Regions from separate parts of the Gasterosteus aculeatus genome. Here all the other regions are linked to region 1. Evidence: chromatin contacts called from public Hi-C data. All regions are on one chromosome and are shown on one strand. Each heading gives the region's core, a stretch centred on a gene start, on an enhancer-like site or on the middle of the called end of the contact. The rest is flanking DNA. Distances are from core to core; before and after follow the strand shown. Region 1 overlaps LOC120819252 (thyroid hormone receptor alpha-B). Region 2 holds the start of LOC120819034 (ATP-dependent RNA helicase DHX8). Region 3 holds the start of LOC120819252 (thyroid hormone receptor alpha-B).

Region 1 (4,610 bases), core at 684-3,183:
GCAATTTGTCTTTGAATGTGAGTAGTCGATCCAGTTATCTTATGTCCCGTCGTTTGAAGCAAACCTTTTAGCTCTGGCATTGGACTCCCATTATTTATTTGGGTTGATAATGTTAGGGTTTCGGAAAGCTCTCGAGGGAGCCCTCACTCCTTTGTTTTCGTCCCGGCCGGAAACGAGGACACGAATGAGTCAATTTGTTTAAATTCAAAAATCAAAAGGTATTTAATAACTGAACAACGTTATAAGGAATGCAATTACAAAGTGAAATACTAAGCGAACAGTGAAATTATTCGCGCAATAGAGAATCCTCTGAGCAAGTCTAAAATGACTTATCAAAGCGGCTGCAGGAGAATTCTAACAGTCTTTTCCCCGCTTTGGTCCTTTGAAAACTCTTGAGGTGTGTCTTTGGTGCATTTGAATGTCATCGGCTTCTTCAGAGTGTCCCCCCCTGGACTGTCCCCTTCACGTCGAGGTGTGAAGCTGCAGCTGTAACCTGAAACCTCTCTGTCCTATCTGTCCCTCACATTGCAATGCACTCAATGTAGATACAGTGGCTTTATGCCTCAATGAGTGAATTTAACAAAGCATACATCGTTTAAGTCTTCATCTTAGAACTAGTACACTTTCATTCCAACCCATCATTAATGTTCATCACCCTTCATCATAGATCTAAAACAGTTCATGTGGTTCAATTCTCAAGACATTTGCCTCAGTCGGCTGCCTTGCATTAAGTTGTTAATTTATTACCTGACAGGAGAAAAAACTCCTAAAAAACCCTCTTTGGGGATAAAATTGGGAGAAATCCATAAAGAACGGCAATTGGCATCCGTCCCCAGGTTTTAACATCACATTGTGACAGAATGTTAATGTGTACAGTGTTTATATGATTTAACATGACTACGAATTGTGTTTGATTGAAATTGCATTCACTTAATCTAATATGTTAATGTAATACCTAATATCTAACATCACACAAACTATAATTCTAACACTAAACATTATTACACATACTATAATTTCCTGACTAGGGGTGCACTTCTGGCTTTAATCGCTAACAATAACCATCCAAGCTAAATAGCCGCAGCTTATTTGTGTTTTACCGGAATAACATTGAAGCATATGCAAAAAAAAAAAAAATATATATATATATATATTAACATTCCCCGAGGGGGTTCGGATCTTTCACCTTTTTCATCCCTGATGAGTTTGCACCCCTGTAGTTTAAGCGGATCATTTAATTTACCACAATCTCCCTCGTTCTGTGTCCACTGGCTAAGTGGTGTGTAGATGGAAAGCTCTTAAATGGGGTGTGCGAGGAAGTGTGTGGTTAAGGGGCGGGCTCTTGGAACAAACCACACAAAGAATGAAAAATACTGTTCGCTCGGGATTATAAAAAAAAAAAACCCTCTTTGACCCACAGGAGTGATCTCAAGGTTTTCATTTCCTGCTCCGTACTGCACGCCATTACTCCCCCTTTTTTTTAATCGGTTCCTTCTCTAACACTTGTGTGCCTTTGGCGCCTCACCCCACGACGTGTGCTACCGAGAGGCCCGTCAATGAAATAGCAGTGGAATGATAACACACGGCGTGTAGGTGTGAGCGATGTGTTTTGACACGCCGGTCACTCCTGGCACCTGTACTCTGCAGTGCTGCCCAGGTCTGACGTTTGCTAATGCGCTGCCTGTGTGTGTGTGTGTGTGTGTGTGTCTGTGTGTTACCTACAATGCAAACCTCTAATTGCCCCCCCGGCAAAAAGGCCAAGAACCAGTGCCATGAACCCCAGAGAGAGGGTGTATTGGGTGTATGTACCGCCTCCAGCCAATGAGCTTGCGGCTCCACCGCGGCAGGAAGTTGCTGCTTTTAAACACGTGTTCTTGCAACATCCAGAGCGCTGAGCGAAAGGGATGAGAGACAGGGGGGAAGAGAAGGAGCCGAGTAATGAGACCTCTGCAGTTCCCCCCGGCGCTGTTCTTTTACTCCCAGCTACGGTTACATAACGCGAGGCGCTGCTGCACGCGGGTTTGTAAAAATGGACGGGGTGGGATGACGCCAAAGGGCTTCGGAGGGGAGAAATGCGCAGGTGTGCACACACAAGTCTGTTTTAAGAGAAACAGTAAGGAGAAACTTAGCCGCGTGGGCGGGTGCTACACATTTTTCGTGTCACCTTTCACAGTGTTGCACACTGAACACATGTTCTCCCGAAACGCCCTCCATTTCTGCTAGTGCACTTGCGCAGACACACACAAGATTGAATGACAGAAGACGTCCTGTCCCCCAAATAAATGCGTTGCATTGTGGAATCAACTGTGTGACAAAGGAATCAGGCGGAGCGGACGTAGTTTGGGAGGTGGTGCGTGATGTGATCTACACTGGGGAAAGGGTTTTGGGGAAACGAGTGAAACCGCCTGCCGCCTCGGGGGGGAAACCGACGCCTCTGACATCTAACACCGGCTCTGAGGGGGGAGCTCGGCGCTGCAGATCCAATCCAGGTTGGATTCATTAGAGCCGATCCCACGTCGTGACGAGCCTCAGTTATACGGGATCTTTTTTTTACCACCACATTATCGGTCATTAAAGTAGGACGCAAACAATCCTTCTGATTTGTTTTCAATTAACTTGACATTGACCTCTAAACCAGCAAACCTGATAAAGGTGTGTTATTTGCATTAGCATTATACATGTTGCAAGAATAATGCTGCTAATTCCCCCAACCGTCTCAATGTTGCATTTAATTAATTTGTCCTGAATTAATCGGGAACAGCTTGTTCTCAAGTAAGGATGTGTGTGATTTTGCATAGAAGTCTCGTGCTGAGAAGTTGCGGCTGAAAGGAGAGATGAAATCAGATCCTAAGTTTGTGCAGGCATAACATGTCCCTCGAGAGGCCGCCTGGCTGCCAGTTCCTGCTCTGGGACGGCCCAGTTCAGATTAGAAGTAATTGATTTAATAGCTTTGGTTTAATGGCTCAGAAGGCAACATCCACTGTGGATACTTCCATCTCTAACTTCTGCTCTTTTTCTCATCTTGTTTTTTCTCGTTTCCACGCTGTGGAGGAATTGTGCTTTTATGTGTGTAGGCAGGTGTGGCTGGTTAGATGGAGAGATGCGATCGATAGCGACAGTAAACCAACACGTAGTGCCTCGGCGCCCAGCAGAGCATTCAACTAACTGGAGCTGATACACACAAGACAAGGCTGGGCCGCCTCTGCTCACCAGCACAGCTCCACTGCTCTCATACACATGTCCCGCCTGCAGGTGCAGGTGTAACGGCATCTCCCCCACACGATACAGTGAAGCACGTGAAGGGGCTCGACACAGACGGGAAACACTTATACGGTGAAAAGTACCGCTGGAAACAAAGATGACTGACTGAGAACAAACATACGTGGTTCTTGTATGTTTGAGATAATAAATCTCCTGCTCTTTGACGTTGATGTCTGAACATTCTGCACCGTGATGCTGTTTACAGGTCCACGATGAAGACGACAATCCTGACAATCCTGAGAGTGCAGTTTTGTCTTTTTATCTGGACACGCCCAGGATTTGCTTAAGGTGCGGCGCTTATGGCGTGTATAATGCAGCTGTGGAGAGGGTGTGTATCTATAGCATGTGAGGAATGTGTGTGTGTGTGTGTGTGTGCGTTGAGTTTTAAGCTTCCACAGCACAGTTAAAGCTGCACGCAGAAACGAGAAAGGTGGAAATCAAATTGTCGGCCCTTGGCAAGGTCGGAGGCCTCGCAGGGACAAAGCCCACCTCCAAATATAATAGACTGTGCATGTTAACATAACAAAAACTGTGTCTTTTTTACATTTTGTCCTTGAGAAGAAAAGAAAAACACACATTCACATTTCTGATAAATGCTTTTGGTAAAAAGAGCGCGTCTAGTTTGCACGTTGTTTGTTTTCTTGTAGTAATCCATGCATGTGTGCGCAGAAGGACGTGCGGCGTGAACACGGTGTCCCGTCCTCTGTTTGTGTAGCGGTGGAACATCCTGTCAGAGGTCACGTAAACACACAGGCGTGGTGGACGGGCCCCATCGCCCGTCCCCCCTGGTGACTTTCCTACAGAGAAGCGACCTTGTGCGAACGATCCCACTCGGGGCCACGAGGTTCCGGGCAACAGCCGCGAGCGGCCGCCATTCAAGTGCGATTGATTAACCACTGACACAACTACGACGCTTCTCTCCCAAGCAGCCGGCGTGACCGTTAACGGGGGGAGGGGGAAGGGACCCCCGGGCCGATGGGCGGGGTAATCACGTAGCCACGCACCACAGGATTAGCTGCAGCGGGCGGAGGTCAGCGAGGGGACACACACACGTGTTCTTTTCTCCAGTGTGTGCGATGCTGCGTGCTATCTGGGTTATCTATGTAGCGCTCGTTGAGTCGCACCGAGAAACCTTGAGGGCGGCCGGGGGGGAGGGGGGGCTGTGATTATGAGTCATTACGCTCCCGTCTGAATCTCCTTCTTTATCTTTCCTGCTCAGCGGGATTCAACGTAATTATTTGTTGTTATTTGTTTCTCGTGCAGCTGTGCTAATAGCTGGTTAGCTGTTGTTTTCGGAGTTTTTTTTTTCTGCGTGCACGGTATGGTGACCGTGGTGAATTAAGGCAAAT
Region 2 (4,610 bases), core at 536-3,035, 51 kb after region 1:
CTCTTTAGTTTCATCACCACGGAAACATCCAGTGTGACGGTGCACACGTGGCGTGTGCTCTGTGTGCATGAGAGGCCTGTTATGTAAGCCTGCGCCCCCCCCCTCTCCTTCCCGTGTGCCCAAACACCCCCCCCCACTTCCTGCGAAATCAGGTCAGATGAGGACGGCCCGTAGACGGCCCCCGTAGTTCTCCAACATCACTAAAAAAAGCCTGCACAGTGCTCAGACTGACCATGTTGTGTAAGTGCTAACGTCAAAGAGATGAAGGAAGATTGTATTCCTGAACAGAACACAAGGGAGAAAATACTGAAATGAAAAATGCATTGAGAAGATCACGTTGGAATTCTGAGGAAGCCCTTTCCACGAGAATCCATTACTGCCTGAGTTAACATAGAGAGACATGGAAATGTAAGATGCACGATGTGAGAAATGGCCGATTGAAGCAAAAATGAAAACAAAAGAATCCAGATGTTCAGAGTTCTGGTGTAACTCACTGCAGCAGGACACATACCGACATAATCTCATGGGTTAACTCCTTAAAGATGAATATCAGAGGCTTTGTGAGCTTGAAGTCATAAAAGAATGGCTTCTAGACCAGCGGTCGGTGGTCTGCTACGGTAAATAAGTGGAATCTTTATGGAATGATGATTAAATATGAAATGGAGATTTGAGCGAAAGGGCATAAAGGACGTTGTGTGTCAGATGGATCCGTAGGATTACGTCCCAGAGTTCAGGATGTGCTGACGCAGGTGTGGAGGGTCATCCCGGGACAACAGCAAGAAGGATGTCTCAAAGCACACCAGCATGCACTTCCAACAGAGACCCAAAACACCAGAGTCTGCACCACCTGAAACCCTCTCAGTGACTGAGTGCATCACCATCAATCTCAACTGTGTGAGAGAGTGTGTTAATCGCTATAAACTGTGCACTGTCCTGTTTGTGTGTCTTTATAATTCAGTTTCTGGGAAATAATTTGATAAATGCTGTGTGTGCAAACTCCCTAACATTACACAAGATGTGATTGATGAACATCTTCAGACAAACAAGCCTCTGCACTTATGTGACGATTTAGCAGCCTTGCTGGAGAGATGAGTACATTGGGATGAAATAGATTTCAGAGGAGCTCTGCAGGCCAGTCAAGTTGGGACATTGGAACAAGGAGCAGGCTTCTTCTACATCTGGAATATCTTCAACCCATCAGTGGTAATAAATTCTTCATTGCACAGTAACAAATTATTTAGTCAACAAGGCTACGCCCGACATAATGTAGCTCTTGCTATGCATCCCAGGGGCCATAGCTGGATTGGTAGACAGCCTGCAAATCATAAAACATAAACGATTAAATGAGTTGTGTGTGTTCTTAAGAGAAGTTGCATGTCATCATACCTTTGCCTAAATCTGCTGAAATGTGCGTTATGCACTGAAGCTCATAAACTACTCATGAGACACGGCGCTATATCAGCATGTTGTGTGCTGTGTGCTTATCTAAGATCTATGTTATTTTATGTCCGTTATAACGTTGCTTGCAAGCATGCAGTGTGATGCTACAGCTCGGAGCTCAAGACAAATTTCTCTGTGGGACAATAAAGAATAAATGTTAAAAAGATATACGGCCAAGATTCAATTTGACGTATACTTTTTATTATATACAGGTGTTTAGAGTCTGCTGCCAAAACCCAAACGGCAAATTGATATTTTTCAGGAAAACAACCCACCATGTGGAGACTACAGCTTCCACGCTGGGTGCTTAATATTACGAATCTGAGCGCCATCGTGCGGAAACTAGGAGCATAACTGGCAACGCCGACGTACATGACGTCATCCGAGGAAGCGGAAGTTGCCCACGTTCAACAATGTCTGCCGGGGTCTTCTCTCAGTGAACCAAACAGAACTCGTGGAGAATGGGAGACGGCGGAGTTGACGAGCTGTCGCAGCTCGAATATTTATCTTTGGTGTCCAAGGTCTGCACTGAGCTCGACAACCACCTGGGAATAAGTGACAAAGATTTAGGTTGGTAACGTTCGTTGTGAGGCAGCAAACGAAAAAAAACAACAACGGCTAGCTAACGCTAGCTACCTTGTACTAACCGTTGTCTAGCTGCCGACTCTTCCGTTTACACTGATAAACTGGACTGTTTTTTCCTACACATTTTCTTTTTGGGTGGAGTTTAGCTTAGCATAGTGTAAAGAAAGCTAGCTTGGAGGTTTGGGCTTGTAGATACGTTAAGTTATTGCTGTATATTTAAACGTTATTCAACTAAACTAGCTAAGCTAGCAAGAGTTCGCTTTGCTGCCTGTTAGGTGCTATCGTTAATTTGTTGGTTAATTTTTTTTCGGCAGCTGAATTTGTCATCGACCTCGCTGAAAAGCAACCGACCTTCGATGGATTCAAAGCTCTTTTACTCCAAAACGGAGCCGAATTCACAGTAAGTTCAACCACGAATGCTACATAAAGCTACTTCAGAAGGCTGCTAACGTAAACAGCTATGCTAGCTTGCTGACTGCAACGTTACCTGACAACTTGACGTACGTACGTACGTTTTTTTGTCTTCTTTTGTAGGATTCCCTCGTCGGTAACTTGCTCAGGCTCATTCAGACAATGCGACCGCCATCCAAGACATCTGCGAGCAAAGGTTAGATAATAATGAAGATTGTAAATAAATTGTGTATTTATTGTTTTCTATTGTATAATTGTTATGCTACATGGGTGACATTTCTTATTTTCATCTTGTACCAACGTTAGTTGAAAATGGGATTGCTTTGGGGGGAAAGCACATTTTACTCGTAAATACAATTCCCCCATACATATGTTGTGTGGTATAAATGGAATATGTAAATATGTGTATACAGTTTCCTGCAATTGTATGATGTGTGGCCTGATTCATTTCTGCCGTGGGAAAAATTAAAACTATATCTAACGCATACATGTCCATTTCCAGCCTCTGAGGCTGTGGTCAAACCGAAAACTGAGAAGGATAAGCTGAAGGAGTTGTTTCCTGCACTGTGTAGAGCAGATGATCCGGCCCCAAAGGTACGTTTTACCATACGATTTGTCGGTGGTATCGGATCGACTCTGTCACTGTTAGAAATGATACAAAGCCAGATTTGGGAAAGTCGGCACCCTGCCGTACCAGCGACAACTACGATGGGAAGAATTCACCATTCCAGAAGAGAATTTAATATGAAAACTATTAACTATTAAATTAAATATTAACAAATAGAGGGCTTCTGCTGATTGTTTTATTGGACTGACTTTCTCAGAAGCTATTAGATGAAGATGACGTGAAGGTAGCAGCTGATGCCATGAAAGAGCTGGAGATGTTTCTGCCCAGTGTCAGCGGGACAACCCCCAAAAGCAGCAAGAGCAGGTAAGACGACATCCTCTTCATACGCCTTCTCGACAAATGAAGTCAGTGTTATGTTTGATAAGTTTTTACTGAATGAATTCCTTTTATCTTCTCCTCATACGTCTTCTAACAGGTCAGAAAAGAGCCGCCGCCATAGCCGAAGTCGCAGCAGGAGCAGAGACAGACACAGAGACAGAGATCGGGATAAGGACAGGAAAAAACGGCACCGCTCCAGGTCCAGGTCTCGCTCCAGAGATCGGGATCGACAAAGAGATGGCGACAGGGATCGGGATCGACAAAGAGATGGCGACAGGGATCGGGGCAAAAGAAGAGACAAATCCTCCCGCTGGTCTGAGCGCTCGCCGAGTCCCAAAAAAGACCAAGACAGAGACTCCGATCGCTGGAAAGACAAAGCTGTGGATCGCCCGCCGCCAGAAGAACCTTCTGTTGGCGACATATACAACGGCAAAGTCACCAGTATCATGCAGTTTGGATGCTTTGTTCAGCTGGAGGGATTGAGGTCAGTATTTAGAGGGACTGCAGGAAAAAAAAAATATATAGTATCGTCTATTTCAGGATAACTGTGCTATTCATGCACTGTTGGAGACTTCAATAATAATCAATTTGTTTAATGTAGTGGTGTAGTAATGTATTGGAATAGTACAGTAGTGGCTGCATAGGATTGTCTTGGAATAATCCAAACATTTCCAGCAACTCCAGAACCGTACAGTCAGAATCCCCAAAGGATTTCCGTACATGGTTTATGAAAATGTAAATACAAAAATGTCTATGCTCCCTGACTTGCTAGACACAAAAGGAGACACACGTGTTGTTATGTACTAGTATTTGTCTGTTATTCCGTGAGTCAAGTCAAACATTGAGTTCTTTGTTGGTAGGAAACGATGGGAGGGCCTGGTCCACATCTCCGAGCTGCGCAGAGAGGGCCGCGTGGCTAACGTCGCTGATGTTGTCAGCAAAGGCCAAAGAGTCAAGATCAAGGTTCTCTCGTTCACCGGCTCCAAGACCAGCCTCAGTATGAAGGTACGAAAATGACTGAAAGAACGGTTTCAGTGGAATACAATTAATTAAAAGCTGTGTTTGCGAAAATGTCAGGCTCAGGTTAGAAAACTGAGATCTTCATAGCGGCATTAGTGCTGAATTGATTTCTTATTTTGTTTTTAATTAAGTCTGATCCTTTATATCAGAACAGGCAATCGTTTGAGCCAGTGACTCCTCATCATGTAAATTGATGATGAAGCTGTTG
Region 3 (4,610 bases), core at 611-3,110, 51 kb before region 1:
AAGCCTGACAATGATTTACAACCCTCTCATTAGAGCAAAAGTGTATTTATACAAGGCGTTTCACTCCGCGTAATGTGCCGCACCACTGCGAGGCCGAGGCACTCAATGGAAGGAACAATCACATTCAAATCAAACTCACAACCACATCTTTGTTGTTGGTTTCACCGGGTTGCAAAGTGCCAATTTATTTAGTTCTCACAGCAGTCTTTGAATTGTGTTCAATGCAACAAATCTAAAATGATGAATACGAAAGGAAGAACTTAAGAGCCTTTGCAAAAGCAACACGGAGACCGATTTGGACTTGGAACGCAGTGGCGTCAAGTGTTGGCGGTGACTGGTTTGCTGACTGATGGCAAATCAAGGCCTCGGAGCAGTCCGATCTGAGGCGGTTCCACATTCACACGGTGGTTTTTCCTGAATATGTTCTCTGCCTAATTAGTGGGACAGAAGCTTCCGACTGTTTGAAGGCTTCAGTCGGCACAGAGATTCCTCGGAGACCGAAGGACGGACGGAGTGAGCCCTTTGACACACAGCAGAGGTCCTCCCCTTGGACTCTACTTCATAAAAGGAACAGTGGGAATGTATAAAAAAGTCACACGGACTTTTTGCGCTGCCATTTGAAGGTTTCTAAAGGTTCCGTTCAAAATAATTGGTATTATCTTCTGTAATTCAATGCGTAGAATATTAAATTCGGGGGAATGATTTTGCTAATCCACTTGGCTGCAAAGTGGGTCCAACAAAGTCATTAACTCTCGCCAATTCTTTTAGAAAATACAGAGTGAAACGCACCACTGTGGGGACTGAGAGTTACGGTTAATTTGATCATTTTATTATTGTTTGCTCTGCAAATTTTCAGTCTTCAAAAAAGCTGCAATAAAAACGGATCCGCTGTCACACAATTGTTATAGATTTTGGTTATTGATCAATTATTTAAGGCATTTATGAAGCTCAAATTAGCGGGCAAAGGTTAGCAAGCTAACCAGCCAGCGGCTAAGTGACCAGTGCAGCTGGAGACGATCTCATGAGAGCGCCTTAACATTCTGATGTGTGTCTCAGAATCGTTGAGAAGAGTTTTTATGTTTTACATAGTTATATAAATCTAATTATGGCTCTAAAACATGTTTTAGGTACACAGTTCCTTTCATTACTGGGTAATAGTGAAGTATTTATTTGATTGGAAAATAAAAAAAATCTAATTTAGAATTAACTTTATTGATCCCTCAAGAGGAAAATTTTGGTATCACAGCATGTACAGGGAACAAAATAGAATAAAAAGATACACATTATATACAATATAATAAGATATAAATATTAAATTATTAAATAAAATAAAATAAACTGAAACAAAAGAATAACCTTCCGAAAGAGACAATAATAATAATTTGTAAAAGGAGAAGAGGAATCACTAACTATATATATATATATATATATATATCACTAACTATATATATATATATATATATATATATATATATATATAGTTAGTGATATACCGATATACCGATATATATAACCTTCCGAAAGAGACAATAATAATAATTTGTAAAAGGAGAAGAGGAATCACTAACTAATTATATATATATATATATATATATATAGAGTTAGTGATATACCAATATATATATATATATATATATATATATATATATATATATATATATATATATATATATATATATATTGTCCACCTAACAATATATACATCTATATTTGGGGGGGGCATGAATAAGGAAAGCAGGTTGAGCGGGGGGCTGTGAGGGGGGTCGTGCTTTGCTGTGGTGGTCCTGCAGAGAGCGGTAGATAGTTTGAATACTGTACGCGGAGGGAGGAGCGACCGTGAACTATTTTCTTTTCTTTTTTTGTGTTCGTGGGAGTGAGCGTGTGTGTGTGTGTGTGTGTGTGTGTGTGTTTGCTTCTTCTCCCTCTTGTCGCTGCAGCTCGGGCCAAACGCAACTAGAAGGCAACAACACAATCAAGAGGGAACAAACTGCTCGATTCACGCAACAACAACAACAACAACAAATACCAATACATACATCCAGAAAGTGAGGGAGGGGCAGCAGGAGGAGGACAGCTCGCGGCGCAGCAGCTTTTTACCGGAGCGGACCCGGGCTTTCGGAGCGAGAAGTCGGGGGGCGGCGGAGGGGGGGGGGAGACGGGACGTGGAGCCCCGACACACGCGGCCGCACTTGAGCAGAAAGCCCCGGCGGAGCGCCGCCGACTTTCCCCCCGCTTCACTTCAGCAGCCGCGCACTCTGAGCAGAAGAAGGAGAGAAACATCCAACCCGACCCGGCATCCAGCCACGGTGAGTGTCACGGCCGCCACGGCGTGGTGGTCCACGCGCGCGTGCGAGCGTGCGGTTGTTGTGGTGGGCGCTCGCCCCCCGTAGCCTCGGCAGCCTCGGGCGGGTTTTGACAGCTCGGATCGCAACGCCGAGCCAGCGTCGCACCCGGTGTGCAGCGCGGAGGCAGGCGGGAGGGTCCGACCGTGTTGGTACGCGGCCCTTCCGCCGTAACTGTTGACACGTGACCCCCCCCCCCCCCCCCCCCCCCCGGGTCAGTTGTCATTGGAAAGCGGAAACCTGCACAGCGGTCACGTTGCCTCCTTTTACAGATGATTTGTTGTGTTTGTTACGCGCGCGCGCGTGTGTGTGAGCTTCGAACTTGCATCCGTGGCTACACGCCGGGGAGCGCGCATACGTACCCACAGAGGGCGATGGCACGGGATCGATACAAGATGACCAGCGATGATATGCCCGTAACCTGTTGGGGGGGGGGGGCAGGATGTTCGGTTCAGTTCAGCCACTTCACCTGATTCCTGCTGCGAACATTTTCTGCGTGGGAGTGGACGCGCATGCGTTCTTAATGTGAACGATGGTAGCAAATGATGTTTGTTTATGATCGCGTTGATCAAGGTGAAGTCATCCGCCAGTCTCAATCTAAGTCAGTCATGGGGATAGTTTACTGGGTCACACACCGGCATCTAAACTCAATTCATTTTTTGTTGTGTTTTTTTTCTCTTTCTTTGCCTAGTGGTTGCGTGCACGACAAACGACCCACCCGTCTCCGAAAATCATCGTCCGGGCCTTTCAATGGACTCCCGTCACAAATGATCAATATCAGGACGAAGTGTTCGAGAGAGGCACAATGTGCACTGCATTATAACTGTCTGGATCGGGTATTGAATTACCACAGACACTCTGACTCCGCTGTACAAGTCTGTGTGTGTGTGTGTGTTTTAGATAAACATGCCCCCAGAATACACTACTATAGGGTGTGCTTTCTGCCACTAAGACAACATTGCCCAGGAAGGGGTCTTGCACTCATTACGAAATGCCTAATGTTTACAAAGAAACTCCGTGCTGCAGATGATGAAGGGCTTTTCCTCCGTCGCGTCCGCGCCCACGGTGGGGGTCTCGCGGCCCGCTGATGGCGAGCAACAGCTGGATTCTCTGGCGGTGTGACTCCGTCTTGGGGAGTGTGGATACCTTCAACGTGGTGACCGAGGGGGGTGGGGGGGACTGTAAACGGCTCCCGCCTGTTGGACGTCTAAATTGTTTCAGACTGGAGAGGTCTCTTTGCAAACTCGTACGATTTACAGAAAGGAAACCAGAAACAGATGATGCAGCCTCCCCCATCCTCCCCCTAATGAAGTCCCAGGTTTCCTTCTCAAACCAGACGAGAAGAAAGCTTAATTAATATTGGATCAGCTGGTCCGGCCTGCAGGTGGACCATCGTTCATTAATCATTAGCCCTTCGTTGGAGTCGCAGTGGTCTCTCCCCGAGTTGATTATTAGCCACACGGACGAAGGGAGGTTAACCATTTAGCTCCGCGGACGGGACTGTGAAGGGAACGAGTGTGGGCTGTGGAGAGGGCAGCAAGCAAGCTCCGCATCAGAGGAACATCTAGGTGATGTTTTCTTATTTTTATCCCTCCCCACCCGCATTCTGCCTGTTCTTTACAGTAAGTTCTTTCTACTTCCGAGTACTGAGGGGAAAGCAAGTAGCACATGGCGAGTGATGTAACAGGTTTGCACATGCAGGGTGGACGGGGGTCGCCTCCATGTAGCCTGGTCCTCCCCTTATCTCCCCCTCTAACTGTTTGCTGGGTCCCTCTTTTCTTTTTTTGTGGGGGCAGAAGTGACCTCCCTCAGTCTCTCCCGGCAGCGAGGACCCCATCGGGCCTCTCTCTTTGTGACCCGGCCTTTCTTCCCGTCCTCCTCTCCCTCCCTCCCTGTTCCTCATGGCGGGGCAGCAGCGCTTTAAGCTCAGAGCGTTTGCTTATGTAACTCGGGCTGTGCAGCTGATGTCCTGGCCCGTATCTGCTGTATAATGATGTCAGAGCTGTCTGGAGGGACTGAGGGCATGCTGGGTAGGCCTATATGTCAAGAGCTATTCTGAACCGAGTCTGGTGAGTGGGGTGATCTGGGGGATTTGCCTCTCCAGCATCCTCCTCCTTTCCCTCTTTTTCCCCTCTCTCTCGGGATGCGTTTATCAGCCAAGTGGAGATGCAGTCAATTAGATTTGTGTTTTGTGTGTGTGTGTGTGTGTGTGTGTGTGTGAGAGAGACGCGTGTGACCCGATGCGTCTCGGACACCGGGAATGTCTTT

Evidence for each region. Hi-C and Micro-C count contacts between places; a contact is called where the count stands out from the background.
Region 2: a Hi-C map of skeletal muscle shows a contact between it and region 1, with 2.5 times the contacts expected there. The contact joins the promoter of LOC120819034 here to the enhancer-like site in region 1. A contact is called at or near these places in 2 of 6 Hi-C or Micro-C datasets (skeletal muscle and whole body).
Region 3: a Hi-C map of skeletal muscle shows a contact between it and region 1, with 1.7 times the contacts expected there. The contact joins the promoter of LOC120819252 here to the enhancer-like site in region 1. A contact is called at or near these places in 2 of 6 Hi-C or Micro-C datasets (skeletal muscle and whole body).

What each region holds. Positions count from the first base shown.
Region 1 is chr5:8,390,923-8,395,532 of fGasAcu3.hap1.1, forward strand. The region is part of intron 2 of LOC120819252 (thyroid hormone receptor alpha-B); the gene reads left to right. Among protein-coding and RNA genes, the nearest start is that of LOC120819034, 51 kb to the right of the region's middle. Within about 2 kb of position 1,934, at least 6 of the 9 cell types and tissues checked have open chromatin away from gene starts, as enhancers often do.
Region 2 is chr5:8,442,040-8,446,649 of fGasAcu3.hap1.1, forward strand. It overlaps LOC120819034 (ATP-dependent RNA helicase DHX8), which reads left to right and starts at 1,786. Exons shown (of 23, transcript XM_040176020.2): 1 at 1,786-2,010; 2 at 2,340-2,425; 3 at 2,560-2,632; 4 at 2,939-3,030; 5 at 3,261-3,367; 6 at 3,480-3,866; 7 at 4,243-4,387. The coding sequence starts at 1,902.
Region 3 is chr5:8,340,267-8,344,876 of fGasAcu3.hap1.1, forward strand. LOC120819252 (thyroid hormone receptor alpha-B) reads left to right here and starts at 1,861. Exons shown (of 10, transcript XM_040176485.2): 1 at 1,861-2,306.